Linked DNA regions of Hordeum vulgare: regions 1, 3 and 4 are each linked to region 2. A link is a contact called in public Hi-C and HiChIP or PLAC-seq data. All regions are on one chromosome and are shown on one strand. Each heading gives the region's core, a stretch centred on a gene start, on an enhancer-like site or on the middle of the called end of the contact. The rest is flanking DNA. Distances are from core to core; before and after follow the strand shown.

Region 1 (2,700 bases), core at 165-2,664, 350 kb after region 2:
GGCCGGCCCTGCCACTACAGTATGGGTTGAGTTGACGATCGTCTACGAGGGAGTCGGAGTCGTTTGCTCAGATTATAGGGACGACGATGACACCTCTAGGGAAAGAGTGATGACGATGACGCCTACGTGTTGTCTCGCCAAGACCCTCTTTGAAATGATGTGCGTGAACTTTTTATGTGTGTCGTTCAACTGTTGTAATGATTTTCGTCCAATTTTTTATAATTAACTGGACAATCTGGTTTTTGCTCGGTTTTTCTTTATTAACTGAGCAATTTTCTTCTTCTTAATAAATTGCTTTCCTAGGATAACTGCTATTTCAAAAAAATAAAAAATATCCCACACTATCTTTTGTGTTGCGTGTTTTGCTTTCATGTGGCTTAACATACCCTTGGATTTGTGGTATACTGATAAAGTGGTACAAAGTATATCAGGATATGGACGCTCATGACCTCAAACCAAAGATAGGAGGATCCTCATGAGAAAGACAACGGGAAAAAAACTATGGATGGACGATATTAAATCCGAAGAAAAGAAAAATAGATGGATGCGGTGCAGCACATGAGATCGCTGCAGCCTTGCAGCTACGGATTTTTGTTCGTGAGAAAATACAACCCTTTTCACTTAATTATGAAATAATCTCTCTGTCCCATATCACTATCAGGCAACGCAGCTTAGCTCCATCACATCAAATACAACATGTATAAACACGCAGTAATCGGCCCACCTTATAACTGGCAACTGCTCGTCATTCGGCCACCATTCGGAAACTGATGTCTGATGGATCGTAATATGGTCTGCTATGACAGGTAACTCTCACTGATTCGAACTAGTACTTGCCGCAAACTCAAGCCAGCCACACACCTGTTGCTCACTAGTAGGATGGCAGCGCCATACCACATTGCAATAACCCACTCCCACAAACATTGGTAGCACAATCATTGACGAGATAGATGAGCGAATATGTTCCACAGGGTCCCTGAAAAATACATACATTTTATTTTGCGGAGTACATTATCTTCTATATGAGCACATTCCCTGGACACATGGCACCCTTTCAGCGTCCTAGCTTGTGGCTCACTAGGCTGAGATATATATTCTATTCTGCTCTAAAGCATACATGTCGCCTACACTGCAAGTCAAAAGAATTCGTGGCATCGTGGTTAGCAGTCCTCCGCTGATCACGCTACCCGTCGCCCTCCACGTGCACGTTTCAATCCTTAGCCCGTCCTCGGGCTGGACTGGAATAAATTATGACACCGCCCATTCAAATTCAAAAAAAAAACGGACTGTTTAAGTAACGCAATCGTGCAAAGATTCGAAATGTTTCTAAAAAATAAATCCAGATGTTCTTGTTTGAAATGCGTACTTGGAATGTAGAAGCATGGTGGATTTGTGCGTATTATTAGAACCGCAGGCGAGGCGGCCACCCACCACCCACCGGGTGTGTCGCACGCACCGCCCATCCCTGAAACATCGCCACGTCCCGCCACGCCCCCAAATGTCCGTGGCCATCGGCGGCGGCGTCGACCCCCGTGTCCAATGCCCAAGCCCCACCAAGCCTCGCCAGCGCCGCCGACGCCGCTCTCCATCCTCCCGCCGCGGGGCTGCCCGCTCGCCACCGCGCTGCTGGCGCTGCTCTCGCTGCTCCTCGCCACCGCGCTGTGGCTCCTGCTCGTGCTGTCCCCGGCCCAGGCCCCCGTGGCGTCCTCCTCCTCCTCCGCGCTGTCCTACGCGGCGGCGGATGAGGCGCTCTACGCCGGCGACGCGGCCTCCCAGCTCTCGCTCGCCCACATCGTCTTCGGGATCGCGGGCTCGGCGCACCTCTGGCCGCGCCGCCGCGAGTACGTCCGCCTCTGGTGGGATCCCGCCTCCATGCGCGGCCACGTCTGGCTCGACGCCAGCGCGCCCGGCGCGCCGGGGCCCAGCGCAGCCGGGGAGGACTCGCTCCCGCCGATCCGGGTGTCCGAGGACACCTCCCGCTTCCGCTACACCAACCCGACGGGCCACCCTTCTGGGCTCCGGATCGCGCGCATCGCTGCCGAGGCCGTGCGGCTCGTTGGGGGTGGGGGTGGGGGCGCGCGGTGGGTGGTGCTCGTGGACGACGACACTGTGCTCTCCCCGGACAACTTGGTGGCGGTGCTCGGGAAGTACGACTGGAGGGAGATGGTGTACGTCGGGGCCCCGTCGGAGAGCCACTCCGCCAACACCTACTTCAGCCACGGCATGGCGTTCGGAGGCGGAGGCGTCGCGCTCAGCTTCCCCCTCGCCGCTGCTCTCGCGCGGACGCTCGACGTGTGCATCGAGAGGTACCCCAGGCTGTATGGAAGCGACGACCGCCTCCATGCTTGCATCACAGAGCTTGGCGTGCCCCTTTCACGCGAATATGGATTCCATCAGGTATGGAGCTATATCCTTCAACTTTTGTTCGGCACTCAACATTTTCTTTTTGCTATTTACAGCGCTTATCTTATTTAGAGAGATCTTATCAAATGGCTATAAATCTCATCCGAGCAACGCAATTGGGTCGCTTAGCCTGTCGTGCTATGTAGATTCTGCTAGCAAACTAGTAGTTCTCAGGCGCGCTCCTCCCCCCATTCCATGCTTCATTAGTGCAATGTGACATGCTCTGCATGTCGACTGAACGAATATGGGGATTGCTGAGGAATTAGCCCCACCGTAGAGCTTGCTTTGCAAGTTTTG
Region 2 (2,744 bases), core at 102-2,601:
CTTTTTCGGTAATATAATCTAGACCATGAAGAGCAAAAATCATCAAATACCATTTGCATGCTCCTGGTTTGATCAACGAAGCCTGGACATTTATAATCCTACCTGAGGTGCCATGATTCATAAAAAATAATACTGCAAGCCATGCAGCATATCTGGAAAGGCCAAGGCTACAAACAGCTGGCGGATGCTCCTAAGACTACCCACAGTGGGAGTAACATAGGTAGTAACATAGATGCCACATAATCAAAAAAGATGATGTGACAGCAAATTAATGAGGAGAGGGACAAATTGAGTAACATAGCTAGTTACTCATACTATGAGTAACATCACACATACCAAGACAAGATGAGTCTATATGCTAATAAATGAAAATCTCTATGTTAACATTTCTATGTTACTACCCACTATGGAGGTAGTAACTTAGACTAGTAACATATGCATGTTACTATTATATGTTACTTTCCATTGTGGGTAGCCACTAAGGAAAAGACTAAAAAGCAACCTAAGTGGACATCATGTTAGGTACAGCATAGGCTGGTTATTGAAAAATATACAAAAGGTGAAAAACTCTGTCTACCTAACTTGAGCAATCTGAATGCAAAAGCTTTTCATTGGAAGGTACCAAGCAACTTCTAACAAAGTGTGACCCATTCCAGCTTTAAAGCTGTCACTAACAGCTCTGGTAAAGGACAGGCAGCTGAAGTGACCCAACCGCGGCCAAAATCTAAATGTCACAGTTCAAAGCTCATAAGTAAAATAAAATAAAAATCCCCTGCTTAGTTTAAAAATAAACCCATACAGCTTTGCGATAAAATCTCGCTCCAACACACAATTCCACACAGCGGGAACAAAAAGGATTTTCCCAGACCACTAGCAGTAATTTCCTAGCTCGATTGAAACTGAAGGGCGTCTTAGCCTTACTTCTAATAAAACTATGTACTTCAAATTTATCCCAATTCGACCATGCATACATTAACAGGGGCGGATCTAGATGGGCGCACATAGAATTTGTGGAGGTCAGTGAGGTTTATCCAATCGCTGGATTGCAAAAAGGCTCATACCTCAATCAAAAACCAATGGCCAAAATTGCAGACGGAGTCCAGACGGCAGGGACGCGACGAGGTACAACGGGAACGGCGATGGCGGCGAGGCGCGCGAGAGGCGGAGGGGTTGCGGGGGTGAGGCGGAGGGGTGACTATGAGCTACGGCACGGCGGCAGCTCTAGGGCTGGCACACAGGTCGGGTTGGAGCTTGGGTAGGTCAGGACTAGGGAGAGGACGAAGAAGAGGAAAGAATGGTGTACAGGACGGTGGAGAGGAAACCGTGGAGCTGTGGAGCAGGTGGATTTTGACTCCGGGTGCCTGGAGCAGCTATTTGATTCGGAAAGAAACAAAAAATGGTAGGTGTTTTATTTTGGAACTTGGACCTTTTTCAGGGCATGTACGTTTATATTTACAAAGAAAAACTTTGTAGTTTGTAATTAGTATATGTACCAACCTGAAAAATAATAAAAGAATGTGAGGTGGGTATATGACATGTATTAGGTACATTTGTATCTGTATCTATGCAAATCTAAGACAAGTAATTTGGGACAAAGCGATCGAGAGAGTATGTTTTAAAGCTTGAGTTCAGCATTCCAGTCAAAAAATAGCTTAGCTTCAATATGAATTGGTTTGTTGTGACCCCGTCGGCTCTTATCCAAGCGAACAAGGTGGTTAGGGTTTCTGCCTCTCGTCGTCATCGTTGTCGATCTACATCGTTTCCCGTCGTCTTATGTCCATGGGGCGTGATGGACCCCGACCTTGTCAGCGGGATGGCTTCGTTTTTATATGTCCTTCAAGTTTTTTTAGGGTTTGTGTCATGTTCGGGAAGACGAGACGGCGACGACTCTCTCAAGGTGGAAAAAGGTTCTCCCCGCCCTTGTCCCGATGGTGTGTCTAGCATTATTGGAGGGCATGTGGAGGTGTATCTCCAGTGGATCTCGCAGAATTCGATCGGTGGTTGGATTCACTTGGATCCGGTATTCGTTCGTCTACGTCAGTGTATCTTCAGGTTGGATCATTTTGATCTACGCTTCACTTCACGAGTGGCGGTTGCTATTCGGGTGCGTTGGTCTTATGGGGTGTTAACGATGAATTTTCGACTCTCTATTACAATAAGTTTCGCTCGGCTCTGGCGAGTGAGGGGTGATGATGGCGGCACCCCTTCAGCTTGCTCGAGTGCTTATAGTCGTCGCTAGATTACCGTTCAATGTGATGATATGTTGTGTTGTTCTCCCTCTAGTGGTTGACAAAATATTGGAAACAGGGGTACCCCTAATACCTTCCAAGTGGGCCCATTTGGAAAAAAGGTACTAGATTAAACCTTGGAAAAGGGTTCATTTGCCACTCGCTATTATTTACAGCTTGAAGACATGCACAGATACACAACTACCACGATGCTATCAGCCACGGGAGATCATCATGAAAGGAAGTGATGCCAACAGTGATGACATTGGAGGACGGAGCCCCAAGCATCATATACACGTGTCGCAAGGGCAAGTGACCCTTGCAACACTGCACCGGCCATGCATTTAGTGCCCACTTAAGCTACATAGCATAGCCCCTGCAGGCCTATGTGAATAGGCCATCATCATGAAGATTGAGTTGGGTGGGCATCTCGGGCCGATCAGGCATGGGCTTTATCGGTCATATGGACATGACCGAGTCTTGATCCATCCCTTGACCAAATATGGGCGATGCACC
Region 3 (2,700 bases), core at 139-2,638, 480 kb after region 2:
CAGAAACTTGACAGTGCTCCGGTGACAGGATACTTTTGAAGGTAATTTAGCAATATGAAATGTATATGCATAATGGCTATAAGCTGAAAAAGATAACCTGCTGAAGGCCTTCAGCATGTCTGGACGAGTCAACAGCCTTGCAAGCAGCAACCCTGACATCCTTCTCATCGGACCAGAGTTGGAGAGATAATCCTTACAGATGTCCAATATCCTTGTCACAAGCGGAACAACCTCAGACCCAGGCACGTCAGCAGTGGCAGCAATGCTCGTGTCAACGGAGGAGATATCGAACGGAATTAATATCAGTATATAAAGCCACAACAGAACGACACACTTCGTCTCCATTTCTCCTGTGCTCTCTTGCCTAAGAGCTGTCGCTGAGCTCATTGTATGGCACTTCTCAAGGAGAGCAACTGCAAGCTCTAGATCAGAAACCTGATGAGGGAAGAATTTGATGACGCTCTTATACCCACAGACTGTAACCAGGGTGTAGATGATAATACACAGAGGCTTGATGATTTCAAGGAGCTCATCTGTGGCAGCACCAAGTTCCATTATCTTTGATCGAACCAAGGACATAAGTGGTGAGATGATGTCTTCTAGGTATGGCTCGAGAAGTTGACCTTCTTCTTGATATTTGTCCATCTATTTCCCAACAAAAACCATGGCATTAATTTGTATCAAGCTTTTAAGCATGAAGGGTTTGGCATAAATTGCACTAGTTCACAGATTGACAAAACCAATCAATTCCCAGTGCAAATTTGATAGCTAGTCCACTAAACAGCTTAAACAGCACCCTACACTATGGAGCGTTCATCGAGTGTTCACTGAAAAAAAAAGGCATTCAAACAAGGGTTTGCCATTTCCCAAGAGCACGGGGCTTGAAAATTTACATGACCTCTTCAGATTTTGTGTGTGCAATTAACAATCAACGCTGAAACAGATTAAGCTCTTCCGTGACCAGACAAGCAGAATCCAGCATTTTCTTACAGGGCTAGGCATTATTCTCGTAGGGATCTATGGTTCAGCGACAGGTAACATCCGGAGAAGGGGTGGGGGAGAGAGCTTACGATGGAGCGGATCCTGTGGACGTCGGCGGGTTCCGCGACGCCGCCAGCGGCGACGATGCGGCGGAGGATGGCGGAGACCAGCTCCCATTCCTGGAGAAAGTACCGCCGCAGGACGACCTCCTTGGAGTCGTGCACGTCGTCGCAGACAGCGGCGGCGGCAGTAGGACCACTCGAGGCATCCCCAGCGCCAGTGCCTGCGGACTGGTCAGGTGTGACAGGCATGGAGACAGTCTCTGTGGGAATGGCGGCGGCGGAGTGGACAGGTGGCTGCGACTTGCGAGTGTGCCGGAGACTGCGCCGTCGTGTTTGTGCGTGTCTCTGATCGCCTGACGCTTAATAGCACCACAGGCGTATTCCCTTTCTTTACGCATCTGTGACTAGGAGGCGTATTTTCTGTCTACAAGACTCTCGCACGCAGGAAGGCGCCTCCTGCCTGGACAGACCTCTCCTTCCTTCCCCGCGAGCACCGTCGCCGTCGTCGTCCATCCCGATGCAGCAGCGGCGCGGCCGGCCGTCCGGCACGGATGGCTCCGACTTCTCCTACCGCATGGTCGTCGACTCCCGTAAGCATCCAGCGCACCAAAACCCCAAACCCGAGCTACCTTCTTGTTCGCTTCGGCAGGCCTAATCCAGCCCCAAAACATCCGCGATTCTCGCGCGCCATTGCAGGGTACCAGAGGGTCGCCGACGGCAGATCCCGCCTCGCCCGGCTCATCCTCGTGCAGGTACGGACCGGCGCGCTGGCTCACCATTCTTGTCATCGCTGATCTGACAAGTGCTCGTCGTGGTTTGCTTTCTGTAGATGCTGCACCAAGTCGCTGGGGGCGCGTCGCTGCTGCTGTCGCTGTCGAAGGGGGCGGAGATAAACAAGTTCGCCGTGCTGTCCGTGGCCGCCGGGCTGCTGGCCATTCTGTTGGGGGAATTTGGTGATGAGTCCATTACAACTGTTCTGAGCTTTTGTTTCCAGATTCCCTGTCTTCTGACCAGAACATTGGATCTCAATCTGGTCTTAGTAGCAAAATCGCCATGAGATCCTACAAGCCTTTACTAGTTTCAGTAGATGAAATGACTGCATAGTTCAGTGGAAGTCTGAAAAACTATATAAATTGGTATTACTGAGCTAAAATGGGGAGCTTAAAACTATGAGTTGAAATTATATAATTGGTGTCACTGAGCTAAAAAGTCTATAGACAATCCAGAGAAAGCATTGCCAAGTCGCCGACGATGGTCACAGGTCACTCCTTGTGTGGGACTAGCGAAACTAGGAGACTTCAGTACTTCGATTATTCTCGTGGTTATCTTAACTCATGAGCTTCGTTAGAGCCTTCATGTTGTATATTGATTGGCATCCATAGCACGAAACCTTTCCTAGTAAGTTGTAGATAGTACTACTCCCACAGTTCCACTTGAGCGCTTCAAAAACAATCATGTTAGGATAAACAAGTATGACTGTTTACAGCACACGTTATTATGGGCCTTCCATACTGACAAGCAAATTGCAGCACTGTATGAGCTTCTGATCCTTGCCCCAACCGTCTCTCGACATATTGGATAAATGATCAAGGGGTTGTAGGTATCCAAAGTTTGAGGCAGCGTGGTGCTGTGCATATAGCTCCCGCTTGCGCAGGGT
Region 4 (2,700 bases), core at 78-2,577, 320 kb after region 2:
ACAGCCATCGACGATGTCACAGTGTTACGGCTCTGGTTGATGGTGCATGGATGATATGATGATGGTCGATGATGTTGTGATGTTACAACGACGGTCGAGAGTGCTACATTGTTATTATGAAGCAAGGACTAGTGAGGTATACGACGAATGTGGTGACCAGGTCATTGGTTGGAAGGGGTAGGCGCGAAACGAAGGCGATGTTGGAACCACTCTATGCTTCCGATCTACTTCCTCTATCCCAAAATAAATGTCGTTGATTTAGTACAAAATTTATACTAATTTAATACTAAATTTGCGACACTTATTTTAAGACGAAGGGAATAACACTTTGATATGCACAATATAATTTTTGGCCGAGTCATCATTGAAAATTGTTGCAAATATTGGATAGATTAATTTAACCTTACATGTGGACTAGTCATGATCTACTTTGTGCTTTTGTTGGCTGCCAACGCGTACATACGTGAAGCAACCTGTAGTGTGTAGTCACTGTGTACGGTTCATCTGGGCCATACAAGTGAAGGAGGGCTAGGACCAGGCTGGTTGAACGGAATCATGCGGCAATGGTGCTGACGAGAGCTAATTCACTGCTGCTCGCTGCTTGCTGTTCACCACTCGTGCGAGAGACGTCAGATACACAGGGATCAGACGGCTGCAGACCCGACTGATTGTTGGCAGATATTAGCCGGATGATTTGTAGCATCCGTCTTTTCTTTTTTACCTTTGTCCTCTGGCCCATTTTTTTTAACCTTCAAAAAATAGGTGTGTGAGGTAGAACACGAACTCTTGATCTCTCGTTATGCATAGTTATTCTTTTATTCTTCTTGTTGTGCATTTTTTTCATTTGTTTTTTTTTTCTTTGCTTTTACTCCTTTTCAGTTTTATTTTATATTTTCTTTTTAACTTGCTTAAATTCATGAGCATTTTCTTAAAATTGTGAAAAATCAAACCTATGAAACATATTTTTGAATCTGTGATTTTTTTTCAAATTAATGAATATTTTTAATTTCGTAAACACTTGTCAAATTCATGATTTTTTTGTCCAATTCATGGGACCGGTTTGATTTTTCGGGTTACAAAGAATTTCGGTCTTATAAAAATACAAGCTGAACGGTTTCTATAAAATTTAAAAACCTAATTTTATCTAAAACAAAAAATTGATTCAGTCAGCGGTTCTGACCCAGTAAAACAGACGATTAGGCAAACCTGCTTATGCTACATGTTTTGGTACGGACAGGTTCAGACAAATGTGTTGGGTAGCAGCTACCTTTACAGTCTTTCACACGCTTCTTTCCTCAAGAGCAATCCGAGGTGGTACGAAAGCAAAATTTGTAGGTGAAAAACGAAACTGAGATGAGAAAAAGACAGGCAAGTGCATCAGCAGCTGGGCAGGCTGGGCTGGCGCCGCAGGAATTTTCTTTAAATAAGGCCGCTGGGATTTTCTTTAAATGAGGCCGCTGGGATAGGCAATATAATGCCGTTGGGATTTTTTTTAAATAATATATATTTTCAGTATTCTAGGTATTTTTGCTAATCAAGTGTAAAAAGCAAATGTACCTAATAATTTTTGTTTCTATAGATTTAATGACCGAAATGAACACTAAAAGTGTTGGTTTAGGTCCATCGGTTTACGGTCCCAGTTCGTTATATCAATTTTTGGTTAATATGCATACCTTTACTTCCTACCTGCATGAACACTGGTGGCATCACCATACCGCTGCCACAACGCCTCATCGAGATAAAAAAAATGAAACCACTGTTTAATTCTACCTTCATCCATCCAAAGCAGTAGTATGCTTTCCAACTTTAGCAGCCTTTTGTAGTGTAGGCTATTCGAGTCAAAGTCAGTATAATGCGGTCCAATCTTTTTTTATTGGTTGCCTCCACACTTTTGTCAGGGAAGAACCAGTCTTTTCTGTAGGATCTCGTCTACCCCTGTAAGCTATAAATTTTGCCATGCTAAACAATACAAACCTACGTGACATGTTGGGGCATGTGTCCAACCTGAAGCGTTGGTCATGCACTCATGCCCTTCGTGTAACGAGACGAGGTGGGACAAAAACTGCAAATGACACATTGTGATGCATACAGATACATACATGCAGGCTGCAACAAAAAGGCCAAACCTAGTTTATGCCTTGCGTGCAAGTGATCCGTGCAAGTGATTAGGTTGACCCATGGAATTTAGGTCCCTTTATCACGCGCGCTCGTCGCTACATGTGGCATAAATTTTCCAACACTCACACAAAAGACTAAACTTTTGCATTTTTTTGGTTTTGGTATCGGTTCGGTCTTTGGGTTGTCGGTTTTTATGCCTAGCCCTAGCTTTAAGGAGGGAAAAGGTATGTAAAATTAAAAAAAAGTTCATCAATTTGAGAAAAAAGTTCACAAATTTGGTAAAAAGTTCATGAATTTTCTGAAAAAATAGCAATTCATAATAAAGTTCACAAATTGGACAAAATAATTCAATAATTACATACTTTTCTCACAAGAGTTCGCCCAGTTAAGCCGGTCCATTGTTCTGATTGAGAGCACATTTTTCGGCATCTTCCAAATAACTTCAAAATATTTCCATGAACTTATATGACCAATTCAAGGCACCGTAACAAGTTGTTTTAGTTTTCGGAAAATTCTCCAATTTCTAGAGTTTTCTCGGTCCAAAAGATGGCGATAAATGGCCAAATGTGTCGCAACATGCAT

What was found. A called contact is a pair of places that touch in the nucleus more often than the background predicts. HiChIP or PLAC-seq counts read pairs in DNA pulled down with a chosen protein or histone mark.
Region 1: a contact with region 2 is called in an H3K4me3 HiChIP or PLAC-seq map of embryo, with 7 times the contacts expected there. The contact joins the promoter of LOC123434607 here to the promoter of LOC123434623 in region 2. A contact is called at or near these places in 2 of 6 Hi-C or Micro-C datasets (leaf and seedling) and 1 of 1 datasets of contacts at active chromatin or transcription factors (embryo).
Region 3: a contact with region 2 is called in a Hi-C map of seedling, with 5 times the contacts expected there. The contact joins the promoter of LOC123434543 here to the promoter of LOC123434623 in region 2. A contact is called at or near these places in 3 of 6 Hi-C or Micro-C datasets (leaf and seedling) and 1 of 1 datasets of contacts at active chromatin or transcription factors (embryo).
Region 4: a Hi-C map of leaf shows a contact between it and region 2, with 3 times the contacts expected there. The contact joins the enhancer-like site here to the promoter of LOC123434623 in region 2. A contact is called at or near these places in 2 of 6 Hi-C or Micro-C datasets (both in leaf) and 1 of 1 datasets of contacts at active chromatin or transcription factors (embryo).

The regions. Positions count from the first base shown.
Region 1 is chr1H:334,380,379-334,383,078 of MorexV3_pseudomolecules_assembly, reverse strand. It overlaps LOC123434607, which reads left to right and starts at 1,414. Exons shown (of 3, transcript XM_045115522.1): 1 at 1,414-2,397. The coding sequence starts at 1,540.
Region 2 is chr1H:334,731,776-334,734,519 of MorexV3_pseudomolecules_assembly, reverse strand. It overlaps LOC123434623 (sphingoid long-chain bases kinase 1-like), which reads right to left and starts at 1,351. Exons shown (of 9, transcript XM_045115523.1): 1 at 1,062-1,351.
Region 3 is chr1H:334,250,374-334,253,073 of MorexV3_pseudomolecules_assembly, reverse strand. LOC123434543 (tubulin-folding cofactor D) reads right to left here and starts at 1,388. Exons shown (of 17, transcript XM_045115518.1): 1 at 1,071-1,388; 2 at 98-645. The coding sequence starts at 1,292. LOC123434575 reads left to right here and starts at 1,479. Exons shown (of 6, transcript XM_045115520.1): 1 at 1,479-1,633; 2 at 1,740-1,795; 3 at 1,873-1,996. The coding sequence starts at 1,561.
Region 4 is chr1H:334,410,903-334,413,602 of MorexV3_pseudomolecules_assembly, reverse strand. No RefSeq gene overlaps it. Among protein-coding and RNA genes, the nearest start is that of LOC123434607, 31 kb to the right of the region's middle. Within about 2 kb of position 1,327, at least 1 of the 3 cell types and tissues checked has open chromatin away from gene starts, as enhancers often do. A contact at or near this core is called in leaf, where this site is marked.